Regions from separate parts of the Mus musculus genome. Here region 1 is linked to region 2. Evidence: chromatin contacts called from public Hi-C data. All regions are on one chromosome and are shown on one strand. The core of a region is the stretch at or near the end of the contact, and the rest is flanking DNA. Distances in the headings are between cores, read along the strand shown.

Region 1 (4,107 bases), core at 1,187-3,686, 300 kb before region 2:
GTCCCAAGCACTTTCCAGCTTCAGCTGTCTGTCTCAATCCTCCCCCAAACTACCTACACTCTAGCCCCTCCTCCAAGTCTGTGTGGGTGCTTCTCTTCTCCAAGGTAAACCAAATACCAAGACTTCTCCCCCAGAGAGGTCTCCTTGACTGACCTCCTGTGTCATCCAGTCAGTTCCATCAGACTGACCCCTATAGATGGGCCTCATTAGTCATCCCCTCCTCCTGATTCACAAAGCCAGTCCCTCACAGTTCCTCACTCCCTACCCTGGCATGCTGTCCTCTTCTTACCAACAAGACTCATGTGGTTTCATGTAGAGAAAATATCATGGGTCTGTATGGATGTGGGGCCTGTTGTCGTGGTTTGAATACTTGGCCCAGGGAGTGGCACTATTTGGAGGTGTGGCCTTGTTGGAACAGGTGTGTCTCTGTGGGCTTGAGCTTTAAGACCTTCATCCTAACTACCTGTAAGTCAGTCTTCTACTAGCAGCCTTCAGATAAAGATGTAGAACTCAGCTCCTCCTGCACCATGCCTGCCTAGATGCTGCCATATTGCTACCTTGATGATAATGGACTGAACCTTTGAACCTGTAAGCCAGCCCCAATTAAATGTCCTTATAAGAGTTGCCTTGAAACCGGGCGTGGTGGCGCATGCCTTTAATCCCAGCATTTGGGAGGCAGAGGCAGGCGGATTTCTGAGTTCAAGGCCAGCCTCGTCTACAGAGTGAGTTCCAGGACAGCCAGGGCTACACAGAAAAACCCTGTCTCGAAAAAACAAAAACAAAACCAACCAAACAAACAAACAAACAAAAGAGTTGCCTTGGTCATGGTGTCTCTTCACAGCAGTAAAATCCTAAGACAGGTGTCCATAATAAATTTGATGGCCTATAGCTTAGGCAGGAAATAGGAGGTGGAACATCCTGTAGGCAGAAAGGATTCTGGGAGAGTGTCAGGCATGGAAGATCACCCAAGACTGACGCATGGTACCTGAGCACAGGTAACCAGCCAGGTGGCAGAATGTAGATTAGAATAATTGGGTTATTTTATGATCTAGTCAGGGAAGGGCCTAGCTATATGGCCAAGGTATTTATAATATATGTTGAGTCTGAGTCTTATTCCTGGGATGGGCGGGGAGGAAGAACCACCTGAGTCAGCAGTTTCACTTCTATGCCTATGCATACAAGATCCTCCCTTCTCCCATTCAGACTCTGGAAAGTTCTCAATTGCTCTTTAATACCCAGTGGTAGCAGCCTCTGTGAGTCATGCTGGCTCTCCCTTGACTCCATTCTCTAGGCCTGTCTTCTAACTGTCCATGTTTATAAGACATTTTGTTTCTTTTTGTTGTGTCCCTTATTGTCCTACCTGTCACCACATCACTCCTGGTATGCTTGGTTCACCGACTAGATTGTGACGTCCAGGAAGATAATGACCTGCCATACACCAATGAAACAGTGTATGTTAAGGCAGGCTGAGGCTGGGTGAGCCCTGACCCCAGATAAGCTGAGGTGACCCCTCATCCCAGGGAACAGCCATGTCCTAGACACATTCCCATCCCTCCACCACACAGACTCCAGCACTTTGAGATCAATGCAGCCTGTAGGAGATGGTTTTCCATCCCGAGTCCTGCGCCCCTGCATCAGTGCTTGGCTGTGTGAATGATCAGGATCGTGTGTGTGTGTGTGTGTGTGTGTGTGTGTGTGGGCATGCATCCCGGAGGCTAACATCGAGCATGCATCCCCGAGGCTAACAGCGCAGTACAGTACGAGGCCTCGTTTCCTAAGCATTTGAGGAGAATCCTTTAATCCTCTTTTAGAGACTGTACATAGATACAGGGTTTTTTTAAAAAAAGAACATGGCTAAGTAAATTTTTGGAAAGTCTGGAAATTATGCGCTGTCTTAGACACGTGTACATTAGCATAGAAGCCTGGTGCTAAAGCTGTTGTTCATGCAGCACAAGGGAATACACTGGAGAGCACTCCTGGGCTGAACAGATGGTTTGAAGGCCAATGATAAGAGCGAAGTTTGCAACACCCCCCACCCCCCACCCCCAGACGCGGTACAAACGCGTGGCCTTCTGTCCAAACACTTCCCCTTCTAGAACCTTAGATTCCTCATTTCAGAGTTGAAAGAATCAAAAGCTCCCATCTAAGGACCCGGCGCACAGCTCAGACTTGAGTGTTCACGGCTCACGTGTGAGGCCCTGGGTTCTACCCTCCTCGCTGATTCTAAGCGGCACGATTGGATCGGTATTTCTTTTTTTTGCGGGGGGGGGGGGGGTTCGAGACAGGGTTTCTCTGTGTAGCCCTGGCTGTCCTGGAACTTACTCTGTAGACCGCTGGCCTTGAACTCAGAAATCTGCCTGCCTCTGCCTCCCAAGTGCTGGGATCAAAGGCGTGTGCCACCTCACCCGGCTGGCTCTGCATTTCTAATGTCTGCCTAATCCCCCTTTTCTGTCCAGCTGGAGCAGATGGTCGGTCCCGGCTTTGGCTCCTTTGCTGGGGCTTTTAGCTTTCAGAATTCCACGAGAAGTGCTTAATGTGGTCTCGCCGCCCGCCACCCCTCCCGCCCAGAGCCAGCTGGACAGAAGCTTGCTCTCCTGTTACACAGAGCTATGCCCTTCCAGTGGTTGGGCAGGAGGCTTCCTGGGCTATGTCAACCCCACAACCTTAGTCTGCTGAAGCTCGATGCTCTTCCCTCTCCTCATCTGCCAGGGGTGAACCCAGAACTCTAACCTCAGCCTTGGGAGGTAGAGCTTGGCAGGGAACTGAAGGCCTGGTGGCTGGAAGGGATGGCTCAGTGGTTAAGACCATGAAGTCCTCTCTCAGAGAACCCGGATTCAGTCCCCAGCACCTAGATGGTGGCTCAGAGCCATCTGTAACTCTAGTTCCAGGGGAGCTGATGCCATTTCTGGGCTCTGCAGGCAACAGGCACTCAAGTGGTGCACATATATTTATGCAAGCAAGCATTCATATGCATAAAATAAAAATAAATAAAACTCTCTCTTTTTTTAAAAAAATATTGTCATTGTTAGGGTTTTACTGCTGTGAAGAGACACCATGACCAAGGCAACTCTTATAAAAGACAACATTTAAATGGGACTGGCTTACAGGTTCAGAGGTTCAGTCCACTATCATCAAGGGGGAAGCATAGCAACATCCAGGCTGGCATGGTACAGGAGGAGCTGAGAGTTCTACATCTCCAAGTGAAGGCTGCTAGTGGAAGACTGGCTTCCAGGCAGTTAGAATGAGGGTCTTAAAGCCCACACCCACAGTGACACTCCTACTCCAACAAGGCCACACCTACTCCAACAGAGCTACACATTCCAATAGTGCCACTCCCGGGGCCAAGCATATACAGACCATAACAAGTACCATATCTCAAATTGTCCAAAGAAACATTGGGTTGTAAAGTAAAATTCTGAGTAAAGGAAACTGGTATGGTGGGGAAGGTTGCTATTATCGGCCAGGACCATGAAAGCCCCAGACACCCACACAGAGAAAAGCAAAGCCCGAAGTCCCAGGGTCCTGGGAGAAGATGCTCCAAGCTCCATTCCTTTAAAGTGTTGCTCTGGTCCGTGGTGGCGCATGCCTTTAATCCCAGCACTTGGGAGGCAGAGGCAGGCAGATTTCTGAGTTTGAGGCCAGCCTGGTCTACAGAGTGAGTTCCAGGACAGTCAGGGCTACACAGAGAAACCCTATCTCAAAAAAAAAAATGTGTAGCTGTGGTGCAGTGAGGTGCCTAATGACAAGAATTCAACCCTTGGGACCCACGTGGTGGATGGAGAGAGCCAACGCCTGAAAGTTGTCCTCTGACCTCTACACACAGGCTATTGCACGTGTGTTCACCCATGCATACACACACATGTGATAAATTAACATAATATAAAGAAAGCACCTCTGCCTCAAGTCAGATTTTCGGATCTGGAGTTCACGTGGATGGGTTGGCTGAGTGGCATTTCCCACTGATAGAGCCTGGGAAGGGGACCCCATGGCTCCACAGTGGCCGCTGCTTAGGACCCACGTGACAAGCAGGAGCTCTCTGCTTTCCTGACCTGAAATATTACAGAGAATCGTTGTGCTCCACGTCCTGCTCACGGCTTCACGGTACTG
Region 2 (4,381 bases), core at 1,253-3,752:
TGTATCATGGGCTCATCCATGACCAGGTATGTAGAGCTCATCCCCTCCCCCTCTCTGTGCCCAGAACATCTCCCTTGGCGCCTGATGTGCCACAGGTGTCAGAGCAGTGAGAAAACTGCAGGGGTCAGGGGGCCACATCAGCAAGAGGGGACATCAGTCTGTTTCCTGTCGATTCTAAAACACAGGTGAAACTGTTGGCTACTTATAGACTTATTATCTTTCCGCTCCTGAGGTCAGAATTCTCAAGTTCATTAGGCTCAAACCGTGCTGTACTGTGCTAGGAAATTCTAAACAGTTCTTCCTTAATTTCTTCTCCTCCTCCTCCACCACCTCCTCCTCCTGTCCTCTTCCTCCTCCCCGTCCCCCGTCCCCGTCCCCGTCCCCCCCCCGTCCCGTCCCGTCCCGTCCCCCCCCCGCCCCCCCCCCCCCCGGTTCTTCTGATGTTGTTTTGTTTATTTCTTTGTTTCAAGACAGGGTTTCTCTGCATAGCCCTGGCTGTCCTGGAACTCACTGGACCAGGCTGACCTTGAACTGCAGAGGTCTGCCCGCCTCTGCCTCCTCCTGAGTGCTAGGACTAAAGGCCTGGGCCACCATCACCAGACTAAAAATTTCTTCTTTCTTGTCTTTTCAGCTTCCAAGCTGTGTCCCTTGTATTCTTTGGCTCTTGGCCCCTACTTTTTAGAGCCAGTAGCATAATGTCTCGAAATGTATTCCTGCCTTTATATCACCTTTGCTTTCTGTGAGCTCTTCCTTTTTTTTTTTTTTTTTTTCCAGACAGGGTTTTTCTGTGTAGCCCTGGCTGTCCTGGAACTCACTCTGTAGATCAGGCTGCCCTAAAACTCAGAGATCCGCTTGCCTCTGCCTCCCAAGTGCTGGGACTAAAGGTGTGCGCCACCACCGCCGCCTTCTTTTTGCTCTTTTGAGACAGGATCTCATTGTGTACCCCTGGCAGCCCTGGAACTCACTATGTAAACCAAGCTGGTACCTGGGAGGCAGAAGCAGGCTGGTCTGGAACTCACAGAGATCCACCTGCCTTTCCCTCCCAGGGCATGTGTCACAGTGCCTAGCATCTATCTATCTATCTATCTATCTATCTATCTATCTTCCTTCCTTCCTTTCTTTCCTTCTTTCTTTTTTTCAAGTGACTATTTTTACATTATTTACTTATTTATATTTATGGTAATTTGCCTGAAGGCTTATCTGTATGCTGCCTGATGCCTGGTGCCGCAGAGACCAGAGGAGGGTATCAGATCCCCAGGACTAGTTAACAGATGCTTGTAACTGGGTGCTAGAATTAAACCCATGTCCACTGGAAGAGAGCCAGTACTCTTAACAACTGAACCATCTCTCTGGCCACTAGGAACCATTTTTATCAGCCAAGTCATAGTCTCATCTGTATAAATAAGGGTAGTAGTTATAAAGAAGAGCTATAGAACAGTAAATAAGGCAGAGTATAAATTTGTCTTACATAGCTTGTGACATGTAACCAGTGAGGTGCTCGGCAGGTAAAGGCATGTGTCTCCACACCTAACAACCTGAGTCCATTTTCCTCAGACACACTTGACAGAAGAAGAGAACTAACTGCTAATTGTCTCTGACTGCCACATAGACACCATAGCATGTATGTGTGCACAAACGTACAAAATTAATTAATAAAAATTTAAAGTGATTAATAAATTGTTTCCCTGTTGCATATTGTCCTGTGATATATATAATTAAGAACATTGAAATTTTGAAGATAACTTGATTCAGTGAAATCTTATTATCTTCCTTACCACTGGAGATCTTGCAATGCTTTTTAAGAAAATGCCATCCCTTTAATCCCAACACTCGGGAGGCAGAGGCAGTATGATCTCTGTGAGTTCCTGGCCAGCCTGGTCTACAGAGTGAGTTCCAGGACAGCCAGAGCTGCACAGAGAGACTTATCTCAAAAAAACAAAGAAGAAAATGGCATCCATGTTATCTAATTGAAGACCCATTTCTCCCTTGGTTAATAAATGCAGTGCTGTTGACCACCGTCGCTTCTTGATTTGCATGGTATTATCTTATGATGCCACAGGAAGCATTGTCCTGAGTCTGCGACCATTCTTTCAGTTTCTGTACCTGAATTTCTTCTTGGATTAAACATTTTTTAAAAAATGATATTTATTTATTTATGTACATGTATGTGAAGATCAGTGGGCAACTTTCAGGACTCAGATCTGTCCTTCCACCATGTGGGTCCTAGGGATGGAACTCAGATCATTAGATGTAGCCAGTACCCTCACCTGCTGAGCCATGTCCCTTGCCCATTACAGGGTTCTAAAGATAGAGTCATTGTGTGTACTCTTGTGCCCCCCACCCCACCCCCATTTCCTTGAAGCAGTCTCTTGTCACCCATGCACCTTGACACTCAGCTCAGCCCTCGGCGCTGAGCTCCAGCTCTGAACCTGCTGTCTCCCTCACACTATCCTGTGCCTGGCTGCCCCACCCAACAAGCAGGGTGCAGCTAAATATATTATCTCTCAGGAGACTGCATCCCATCTTGGTGTTCTTTATGTTCATTTGTAGCACTGAACTACCCAGTGTTCCATTCACAAGTTTGGGATTCATGCCAGAATGTTTTGTTAAAAACAAAGTGCAAGTTTCCCAGGCTGGTGACCAAAATAGCTACCAGATTAGTGGTGCTGTCATTCAGTGGTTAAACTGCTTGTGCCTTGATAACAAAGGTTCTTTTCTTGGCCCTGTTACTAATTTTACATTGTCACATAGTAACATAACCAGATTACATGATGGTTTCACCATCTGTACCACAAAGGGAGAAATGTTGATGAGACTCTCAAATAAAACAAGCTTACAGATGCAGAATGGTGTTAGCTTATCTTTCTAGAATTTTTTCCAAGTGCTGGGACTAAAGGCGTGCGCCACCAACGCCCAGCTCTTTTTAGAATTCTTAAAAAAAAAAAAAAAAACTAGCACGAAAGCTATCCTATAGAAGCCCCCCCCCTTCAGAAGGAAGCAATTTAAGAATGTATGCGAGCACTTACAACACTAGCATCAGTAAGTGGGAGCAGACACACGTGCAGCATGGACAGGCGCTTAGTCCACAGAGGCTCCAAGAGGAAAGGGCCCGAAACAGAAGCTGCACGTCAGTTTTATTGTGGCCCTGTGCCTTGTTAAGGTCTAAGAGTTAAAGACAGCATCAGACTTGTTTTTCCCCTGTTGTTTCCTTCCAGAAAATTTAGTGCTTTCAAAGGTTTCAGCCTGCTGTGTCATCAGGAAGCTATTCTGGGTGCTGTGCCCTTGGAAAGAGGAAGGGACACATGATTCCCGTTGGTCATTTCTCCTCTTTGTTTTCAAAAGGATGTGCTATGGACGTGAGCTGTGGTTTGTTTTAATCACTTGGGGACCCCGGGAAGCTGTAATGGCATGACTGTAGTCTTAGCGGGATCTCGTCGTTGCCAGCTGCATCTGGGCCACCTTTACTGAGGCCAGGTGTATTGATAACATCTCTGTTCTGCTGCTTATGAATGTGGAGACAGTTCCTGAGATGGCTCAGCTAAGGTGAAAGGGCCCCTCCCCTACCACAAGAAGAAACTGCTTTAGCAGTGTAGATGGCCCAATTAAAATGATTTACTTTTTATGTGTATATTGTCTACATGTATGTATACCATGTGTGTGCCTGGTGCCCATGGAAGCCAGAAGAGGGCATTGGATGCCCTGGAACTGAAGTTACAGGTAGTTGTGGGCCACATGTGAATGCTGGTATCTGTCCTGTGCAAGAGCAGTCTGTACTCTTAACCTCAGAGCCATATCTCTCTAGCCTAAGGTAGCTTGATTTTGTTGAAGCCACCCCTCCACAAAAATACCCAATAGGGTTTCTCTGTATATAGCCCTGGTTGTCCTGGAACTCAGTCTGTAGACCAGGCTGGCCTCTGCTTTCCAAGTACTAGGATTAAAGTTGTGTGCCCCTGTGCCCAGCTCATAATACATTCCTTACTTGTTCACACTTTAACATATACCATAAAGACTCAGAAAAATAAACTCACCCATAAACTTAATAACAAGTAATAATATCACTTTTATCATTCTTTTGGATGTTCTTTATTTTATTTTATTTTATTTTTCTGTATATTTAAATTCTTATATTTAAAAGATAATTTTATGCCTTTTAAAATAGTTAAGATTGTACCATGTGTGTCACTTGGTAACCTACTTTAAAATGTTTAATTTTTGACTATATAATACACTTTACATGGTTACATGGCTAAAAAAGAATTTTTTAAGGTTCATTTATTATTATATCTAATAACACTGTAGCTGTCTTTAGATGCACCAGAAGAGGGAGTCAGATCTCATTACAGATGGTTGTGAGCCACCATGTGGTTGCTGGGATTTGAAC

What was found. A called contact is a pair of places that touch in the nucleus more often than the background predicts.
Region 1: a contact with region 2 is called in a Hi-C map of cortical neurons, with 4 times the contacts expected there. The contact joins two enhancer-like sites. A contact is called at or near these places in 1 of 484 Hi-C or Micro-C datasets (cortical neurons), 1 of 115 datasets of contacts at active chromatin or transcription factors (large pre-B cells) and 1 of 9 other capture datasets (embryonic tail).

Annotation. Positions count from the first base shown.
Region 1 is chr16:33,156,595-33,160,701 of GRCm38.p6, reverse strand. No RefSeq gene overlaps it. Among named protein-coding and RNA genes, the nearest start is that of Gm41447, 21 kb to the right of the region's middle. Within about 2 kb of position 2,436, at least 22 of the 459 cell types and tissues checked have an H3K27ac peak or open chromatin away from gene starts, as enhancers often do. A contact at or near this core is called in cortical neurons, where this site is marked.
Region 2 is chr16:32,852,537-32,856,917 of GRCm38.p6, reverse strand. It overlaps Rubcn (RUN domain and cysteine-rich domain containing, Beclin 1-interacting protein), which reads left to right. Exons shown (of 19, transcript NM_172615.4): 2 at 1-26. Among named protein-coding and RNA genes, the nearest start is that of Rubcn, 14 kb to the left of the region's middle. RefSeq lists an enhancer at 1,049-4,381. Within about 2 kb of position 2,502, at least 64 of the 459 cell types and tissues checked have an H3K27ac peak or open chromatin away from gene starts, as enhancers often do. A contact at or near this core is called in cortical neurons, where this site is marked.